Linked DNA regions of Sus scrofa: all the other regions are linked to region 3. The links are chromatin contacts, called in public HiChIP or PLAC-seq maps. All regions are on one chromosome and are shown on one strand. Each heading gives the region's core, a stretch centred on a gene start, on an enhancer-like site or on the middle of the called end of the contact. The rest is flanking DNA. Distances are from core to core; before and after follow the strand shown. Region 1 overlaps TTC33 (tetratricopeptide repeat protein 33). Region 2 overlaps PTGER4 (prostaglandin E2 receptor EP4 subtype). Region 3 has its middle 370 kb from the start of DAB2.

Region 1 (2,792 bases), core at 287-2,786, 580 kb after region 3:
TGCAGCAGTTTGGCCCTAAAAAGACAAAAAAAAAAAAAAAAAAAGGGACATTTACTGAGTGCTTATGGAGTAGGTATTAGGTGGCATGCTAAACTCCTTTACATGGACTTGCTCTTTAATCCCATAATAGTCTATGAGGTAAGCGCCACCATTTTACATTGAAGGAAACTAGAAACTGACACTTAAAAGGTTGCCCAAAATTTATACAAATACAAATGATAAAGCTAGGATATGAACAAAATGAAAATGACTTCAAAATCCAGACCTGTAATCACTAGACTCACTCTACTATAAGACACCAACATTACTTAGGGCTTGGGTAGAAAAGTAAACCAGTCTTTGGTTAGAAAGAATCATGAACACTATACAAGGCAGAACTTCAGAATTTAAAAAACATTCCACTGCAAACCAAGTTTTCTAAGACTATAGATGGCTACTCATGAAGGAAACTGGATGGCAGGAGACTGGTGCTCAAGAACTGTGCCCCCTTTGGAGGAAGAATGACATTAATGCACTTGGTTCACATGCTGTATTCAATGTGCTCAAACAAAGCTGTTAGATGGCCAAATAAAACTAAATGAGAAGATCTTGAGGCTAAAAAGAAGAAAATCACAAGGCAAAAGAATGTATCCCAGAAAGTAGAAGGAGCTCCCTCCTTTCCATCCATCAACCTTCCTCCCTCCTGCCTTCTCTAGCAATTCCTCTGGAGGCATCCCGACTTTTCCACCTTCTCTAAGGATCGTCACGCATTCCAAGTTCAAAGCTGTTCCATATTTTGTTGCTTAATCCTCACCATCATAGGTTTACAGGGAAAGGAACGAGACTAAGTGTCATACTCTCAAGCAGGAGGAAGGTGGGAAAATTCTGTTCCCTAAGGCCCTGTGTGGTGGGAATCAGAGATAAAATATGTTCTCAGAATACTATGTTCTAATCTGGAGTGGAAAATGTATATTCCTATAGATACAATGCAATATATAGTAGTTAATGTACAAAAACTTACTTAGCCATAATATAGCACGACAAGGCAGCCTTATAAATATTCAATAAGTATTTACTGAGGGCCTGGTAGGTGCCACAAATTGTTCTAAGAGCTTAAGATAGAGTCCAAAAGTTTGTCCAGACAAAGTCCCTACATTCCTGGAGCTGACGTTTCTACAGAAGAGAGAGAGGAGTTCCCACTGTGGCCCAACAGGATTGGGGCATCTCTGGAGCACTGGGACCCAAGTTCGATCCCTGGACCAGCACAGTGGCTCACATCTGATCCCTGGCACAGGAACTCCATATGCTGTGGGGTGGCCAAAAAAGAAAAAAAAAAAAAAAAAAGAAGAAGAAGAAGAGAGACAAACAAGCAGGCATATAAGATAATTTCAAAAAGGGAAACCTACTGAAAGAAAATTTAAAAGGCCAATGTGATGGAGAAAGAGGGTGTGCAGCGGTGCTACTTCACAAACTGGGGAGGCAGGGAGGGGCTCACTGAGAAGAGCACACGTGAGCAGAGATCTGAAGGACAAGATGATAGACACCAGAAAACAGGAAGTAAGAGCTTTTCAGACAGAGTCACAAGACAAAGTTGTCCAATAGGGCTGTATTCAAAGCTCTTCAAAGGGCAGGCCAGTGTGGCTAAAAACAGTGAAAATGAGGATGGTTTAAGATGAAGCTGATTTGGAAGACAGGGACTGAGTTTTATTTTTTATTTTTATTTATTTTTATTTTTTGTCTTTTTAGGGCTGCACCTGCAGCATATGGAAGTTCCCGGGTTAAGGTTCAAATCGGAGCTGTAGCTGCCAGCCTACACCACAGCCACGACAAGGTGGGATCCTTAACCCACTGAGTGAGGCCAGGGATCGAACCTGTGTCCTCATGGATGCTAGTCAGATTCATTTCCACTAGGCCATGACAGGAACTCCTTATTTTTAATTTAACTTCACTATTCTTCCTTGTTTATTTTCTATTCCTCACAATCAAGTTTACTGTTCTCTCAGTTAATTTCAGACAAGACTATGCAGCAAATAACTAACTTTACTGAAAAATAAAAACAAAATAAATTACCACACACACAAAAATTAATGTTCTCTTAGATATTTTTAAACTATTATTTCCATTTATTTTTGGCTTAGAATAGCTGAACCACTCGTTTCTACCAGATTCCTTTAATTCTGTTATCTTCTAAAGCTGTGCATACATTTCTCCAAAACAAATGCTAAAGAGCTAAAAAAAACTTAATCATCTCACAGTGTTGTCCATTCAAAATAAAGCATTCAATCCAGCTGACTTCAGTGAAATGACTCAATGTTTTGACATGCAGGCCAAAAAAAAAAAAAAAAAAACATAACAAAAAAACACAACAAGAGTTATTTTGTTTATCCACAAAGTTGCTATCTCTCATCTACCACAGGAAATTCAAAGGGGATCCCATGGCAATAAGTGAATAGCTTTTCCATTCTACACACTAGTGTGGTCTAGAAAAACAGATAAAAACAACAAAGTTAATGAACTTTTAACAGGCACTTACAGGAATTTCTAAAGATGTTTTATGGATGTTCTGAAAATGATTTCATAAATGTGGAAAATTTAGTTGGTTTTCCTCTGACTAAGACAGAATGGCCAATTTTGCAAAGTTCTGCAGGAGAAAAATCTTTGTGCCTAAAACATCACAAATGAGAATTCGTAGTCTAACTTGAGGCTGTTAAGCTGCTTACTGTCGTTGACTCTGATTTAGTTTCTATCTCGCACTCTCAATTTGAGGTGCTATTATAGTTTAAGCATTATTTCACATTTGGTTTCTTTTTCTT
Region 2 (2,702 bases), core at 163-2,662, 530 kb after region 3:
ATACTCCAAAGCTACCTCTAAGCTGTGGTTTTTAAATTATCGACATCTTCCACAGTGGCCAGGGTTCCACTATATTTGTACTAAGCACTTTCATAATTTGAACATAAACTATAAGGAGCCGACTCAGGATTTGAACACAGCGTGGGCATTTATCTTTACAGCACAGAGCCACCCTTATATAAGCTTTCCTGTCATCACATCTTCTTTTGAATTTATCGTATTTTCTCCAAGTTATGTTCCAATACTCCTGAATGCTAATTTCTAATCATCCTCAAAAAGTTTAAAATAGTGTCACGTTTGCCAATATTAATGACAAGCCACCTGCACAAATCTGCAGCTGCTAAAAAAATGGACTAACTTTTAAAGTTGCAAGAGACTATGTAAGTTGTTTGTATTCAGTGAATTCTTTTAAGGTATTCCTCCACCCACCTCCAACTCAGAGGTTCGGTTTTATCAACAGCACACTCTCTTCCAACACTGAAAACTGCCTGAGCATGTTTATTTGTGTAACATACAGAGCCTGTTGGACAAGAATTCCAGAAAAGTGCTTTTACCTCACCACGTGACACCGAAATATTGCTGTGGATCATCCCATCTTAATCTGGGGTTTCCCCCTTTGGGAAGATCAAATCAAGTAGTCTTTAAAGTGAGATAGAGATTTCTAGTTTTTTTCCTCAAACCCACAGAGTGTGTGGAGCTTTGTTTATGTTTGTCTTCTTTTTCTCTACTTCAAGTCAGTCAGTCTCCTTTGAGAACAGGCTGCAAAGGAAAACTCATTCGTCTTGATTTTTTTTTCAAATGATTTGACCAGCTAAAATGATTTGATCATTCTTTGGAGAATTGTTTTTACCTGAATTTGGAATGTTGCTTTTCATACTCATCTTCATTGCTACCCTGTGAGCTCCCCTTTCCTGAAAAGACATTAATGACCAGGTTCAGTAACTTATATTAGTGGGAAGCTCCCCCCTCTCATGGAACCCCCAAATAAGTCTTTCTTTGTCAAAATTAATTACTGCTGTGCATGAAATGAGCCACAGAAATGATTTTTTTCCTTGCTTCCCATCACCTTTGATTATGAAGTCCAATTATTAGTTTTTCTACAACACTCTGACTTTTCTTAAAAGTCATAGAAGTTTAAACATTAAATGGTAACTCCTAATACATTCCTTTAAATAGCTACAAATTTCATTCCTTCTATATCCACTTCAGCTATTCAAAATTTTTCCTCCTTTCAGTGGGAACATGTTTTCCCTGAGGAAGTGGTGGGAGAAGCAACTAGCAATAAAACATTTCAGTGTTAAAAATTTGAGAAATTCAAAGTTTAGATTTAACCAGTATTCTGTTCGGAGAGTCTTGGAGGTGGCTAGGCAAAATGCCTCTTAGGGAGGCAAGAACTCCCAAGTGGAGCAATACTGCCACCTAGAGGGTGTAAGTCTCAAAATCACACAAATCCTGCTGTAGGTTTTTTTCTAAGACTTGATGCTAACAGATTTCAATCCATCATTTCTTTTATCTTTAGGAACATACTAAGTGATGTGAGTAAAATATAGACCTCATACTTTTTTGTTGTTTTTTTTTCTTTTTTTTCCATAGACCTCATACTTTTTACAAATAATTCCATTGTCAGGAAATAATTCTTAAACAAAACAACCAGGTCTAAGTAACACTTCATCTGAGAAAAGGTCAGTAAACCTGAGGGAATCTCTCAGTGCCCAGGTACAGCTGAGATTCCCAATAAAGATTATGGTAGGAAGAAACCAAGATGCTTTTGTAAAGATGGAAAATCAGTCATACTTTGTCTTGATAGTATCATTTATCTAAGCAGTTTCTAAAAGTATTACAAGAGTAGTCATCATACACTGCTGTTCACTTTAGTTCAGTTTTTTTAATTTAGCTGTCTTCCAGAGATAAAGGTAATAATTTCATCTTAGAGCCATTGAACCATTTTATTCTGTGAGATTTACAGGACTATAATTCCTAATCCAAAACATTTAGGACAAGATTGTTTTAAATTCAGAACATCTTGGCTTTTAGAAAATTAATTATGATAGAACACAATGGAAGACAAAATGAGAAAAAGAGAACATATATACACGCACATATACACGTATATATGTATATATACACACAAATATACACATGTATATATATATATAGATATCTATACATACATATAGATATCTATATATGTATATATTATACATATATACATTATATATACATTATACATACATACATATAGATATCTATATATATATGTATATATGTATGACTGGGTCACCTTGCTGTACAGTAGAAATTGGCACAACATTGTAAATCAACTATAATTTTAAAGAAGAAAAAAAAGAAAGGTAATTTAGTAATATACTGTATAACATATAATAGCCCCATCAGAACTAGAACAAAATACAGGAATATTCACACTAAGTGGAATAAGTAAAATTAGAAATAGCCTCATGGTCTAGTAAGTTCAGGTTCTACAGCCAAAAACAAAACAAAATAAAATAAATAACAACAACAACTTCTTGATAAAGGATTATAGACCTGTAGTTGGTTAAGGTCTAAATTCCAGTGTAGAAAGAAATAGAAATACAGTTACACCTCACTGATCTAGCATCACCTAGAAATAAGATTTGTAGAAGTTTTGCAGATTAATGAAATTTAAACATTTTAGACTTCTTTTTATCCAATTTGTCATAAAT
Region 3 (2,823 bases), core at 216-2,715:
CAAAAAGCCAGTGTGAACTAATTAAAGGCAAATGGAATTTTATCATTTCATTTAAAATTGTTTTGCAATTTGAAATTCAATACCTTAGTTAATAATTATAGAAGTTCAAGTTAACAAAGGGCAATGGAGCTAATTATTCAATAACATTAATATGCTTTTTTCTTTTTCCATTTTTTTCTACTAGCCTCTGAATATAAGACAGAGACACATTTGTTTTACAGATGATAAATGTTGTGATAGCAGGAATTTAAAGACAAAGAGCTAATATTCAGATTTTCTTCCAAGAGAAAATTTTAAATTTAAAGCAAAAGAAAGGGCTTGGAATCCTGGTATGACTCAAAAAAATAGGTTTCTCTCTCTCTTTATATCAACTATCAGGGCACAGGTCTTGTTGACTTGAATACACAGGTAGAAAGATCCTAGGCTACAATATGAGGGAGATAGACTCTGCTAGCCAAGGGAGGAAATGGAAAAGAAGGAATGGAGGAAAAAGCAAGAACGGCAGTGAGAGACTCAGGAACATTATGAAGAGTTACAGCATGGAGGATAAACATTCACATCCTTGCTCTTCCTCTTTGGAAGCTGTGGGGGTCTAGGGGCACATTGTGGAGAGTTCTCAAGTGGGATGGGACACCGGTAAACACTGGGTCCACACTGTGGGGAAGTAATCCTCATATAGCTTCGTATAATGTGCCTTGTGCGATGTGGCACGGTACCCTAAGTACAGCATATGAAGAGGGGGATGGTTGGATAATTAAAGATGTGGCAAATTTCTATTTCCCCAAACCGCACAAGAAAAGCAGATCTAGAAGATGTCAAGTGCCCTGGTTTAGGGAACCCTGAGACTCAAAGAATGAAAGATTTGCAGAGGCCTAGGGTTGAGAAAACACGGCTGCGGGATGCAAGAGCTTTGACATTAGAGGAGACAACATCATAATTGCAGTCCCTATTGTAAGAATGAGGAATAGGTTAAAGAGATAAAATAACTTGCCTGAAGTCACAGTTAGTAGGTGGTGGAATCAAGACCCTCAGCCCCACAGCCCTTAGCATATACCCACTTAATGCACATTTACACCCTCTTCATGGACATTTACAGCTATTTCGTGGTGCATAATCAGCTGCAAAGATAGCAAAAAACCAGAAAAATCACTTTTAGCTCACATAAATAGGTTTTGGGTTTTTTGTTTGTTCGTTTGTTTTTTGCAATCACCCACCATAAAGAAAAATCTTAGAAGGACCAGAGATGAATCCTAGTTCATATCTAAGAATGAATCTAAATAATCAATAGCAAAAAGGCTGGATACATCATGCTGCTCAAGGCTTTCCATCAAGTTCAGAAGAGCAACCGTTTTATAAGGAAATATAAACATTTGAGGCAAACATTTTGTCTCTTTCAGATATAGTACAATGTAGGAAACCACAAAGCAACGTGCTTAAGCAAGAACCCTCCTGGTTACACCATCACTTTGCCTAATCTACTCAGGAAGTACCATGATTAAACTATTGCCCAGCCTGAAAAGCCAGTAGCTCTACTTCTTGCTTATATTTTACATGAAGAAATAAGACTATGCCAGGAAGTTTTAACACCATGCAGAAGAGAAGCAAAGCCATAGGCTTTTGTTATGGTTGCTACAAACCCACTAAAGCTTATCTAAGTCTGGCAACCATTTGGCCTCAAAGCATGGAATCAGAAAGATTTCTAATTCTTACCTAACTGTGAAATGCTTTGTCCTCAGTGAAGAACAGAAATTCATCGCTATATCTTGATTGGAGAAGAGACAGATGGACAGGATTTGGAAGGAATCAGAGAACAAATATCTATTAAGTGCCTACCATGTTCTAGGCAATCCACATCCATCATTATCCTTGGCATCCTTCCACTTTTTTTAAAAAAAGTTCCCATCCTCCATAACATAACTTCAAATGCATAATGCTCCTGATAACCCAAGGATCCTTCAAGCCTCCTATATTTTATTGCTTTGATTAATATTTTAATCATAACAGAATTCCATAAAATCAGCATATTGAAACACAAATCTTTTCAACAACGTACTGGGAGAAATGTATTTGCTTTAAAAAATAGTGAGGGTAGAAATAGTTGACATATGCAAAACACATAATTGATTAGAAATACTGGGTCAACATTGAAAATAAACAATTTACACACACACACACATACACACAAATACAATGTTGAAAGCCCAGAGTATTTGAATAGATAAAAAAATAAATGAAAAAATAAAGCAACAATGTGATGCTAGAGTTTCATTTTTCCCCCTATTCAATTAGCAAAGTTTTATTTTGTCTGATTTGTCTGTTTTCATTGGAGTATTCAATGTAGAAGGTATGGGGAACAGATATTCTGACACACACTGCATAAGAATATACACATTGGCATAATTCTTTTGAAAAACAGAAGTATATGAGACTTGGCTTAAAACAAACAATTGTTGCAATGACATTTTTAAGAGTCTATTTTAGTTAATAGCCAGAATTTTTTTTAAATTAAAGTACAATTGATTTAGAATATTGTGCTGATTTTTGCTGTACAGCAAAGCGACCTGGTCATACATATATATACATATATATTATTTTTCCTATATTATCTTCCACCATGCTCTGTCCCATGAGATTGGATGTAGTTCCCTGTGCTATACACTAGGAGCCCATTGCTTCGTTGCTTTTCCATTCTAAATGTAATAGCTTGCATCTATTTACCCCAAAGTCCCAGTCCATCTCACTCCCTCCCAGCTCCCCCTTGGCAATCACAAATCTGTTCTCTCTATGTCTGTGAGTCTCTTTCTGTTTTGTGCCATATTTTGG

The links. HiChIP or PLAC-seq counts read pairs in DNA pulled down with a chosen protein or histone mark.
Region 1: a contact with region 3 is called in an H3K27ac HiChIP or PLAC-seq map of alveolar macrophages. The contact joins two enhancer-like sites. A contact is called at or near these places in 2 of 5 promoter capture datasets (fetal liver and liver) and 1 of 2 datasets of contacts at active chromatin or transcription factors (alveolar macrophages).
Region 2: a contact with region 3 is called in an H3K27ac HiChIP or PLAC-seq map of alveolar macrophages. The contact joins two enhancer-like sites. A contact is called at or near these places in 2 of 5 promoter capture datasets (fetal skeletal muscle and liver) and 1 of 2 datasets of contacts at active chromatin or transcription factors (alveolar macrophages).

The regions. Positions count from the first base shown.
Region 1 is chr16:25,730,950-25,733,741 of Sscrofa11.1, forward strand. All of the region lies in intron 2 of TTC33 (tetratricopeptide repeat protein 33), which reads right to left. Among named protein-coding and RNA genes, the nearest start is that of TTC33, 9.6 kb to the right of the region's middle. Within about 2 kb of position 1,537, at least 6 of the 83 cell types and tissues checked have an H3K27ac peak or open chromatin away from gene starts, as enhancers often do. A contact at or near this core is called in alveolar macrophages, where this site is marked.
Region 2 is chr16:25,677,514-25,680,215 of Sscrofa11.1, forward strand. The region is part of intron 2 of PTGER4 (prostaglandin E2 receptor EP4 subtype); the gene reads left to right. Among named protein-coding and RNA genes, the nearest start is that of PTGER4, 8.0 kb to the left of the region's middle. Within about 2 kb of position 1,413, at least 8 of the 83 cell types and tissues checked have an H3K27ac peak or open chromatin away from gene starts, as enhancers often do. A contact at or near this core is called in alveolar macrophages, where this site is marked.
Region 3 is chr16:25,146,221-25,149,043 of Sscrofa11.1, forward strand. No RefSeq gene overlaps it. Among named protein-coding and RNA genes, the nearest start is that of DAB2, 370 kb to the left of the region's middle. Within about 2 kb of position 1,466, at least 1 of the 83 cell types and tissues checked has an H3K27ac peak or open chromatin away from gene starts, as enhancers often do. A contact at or near this core is called in alveolar macrophages, where this site is marked.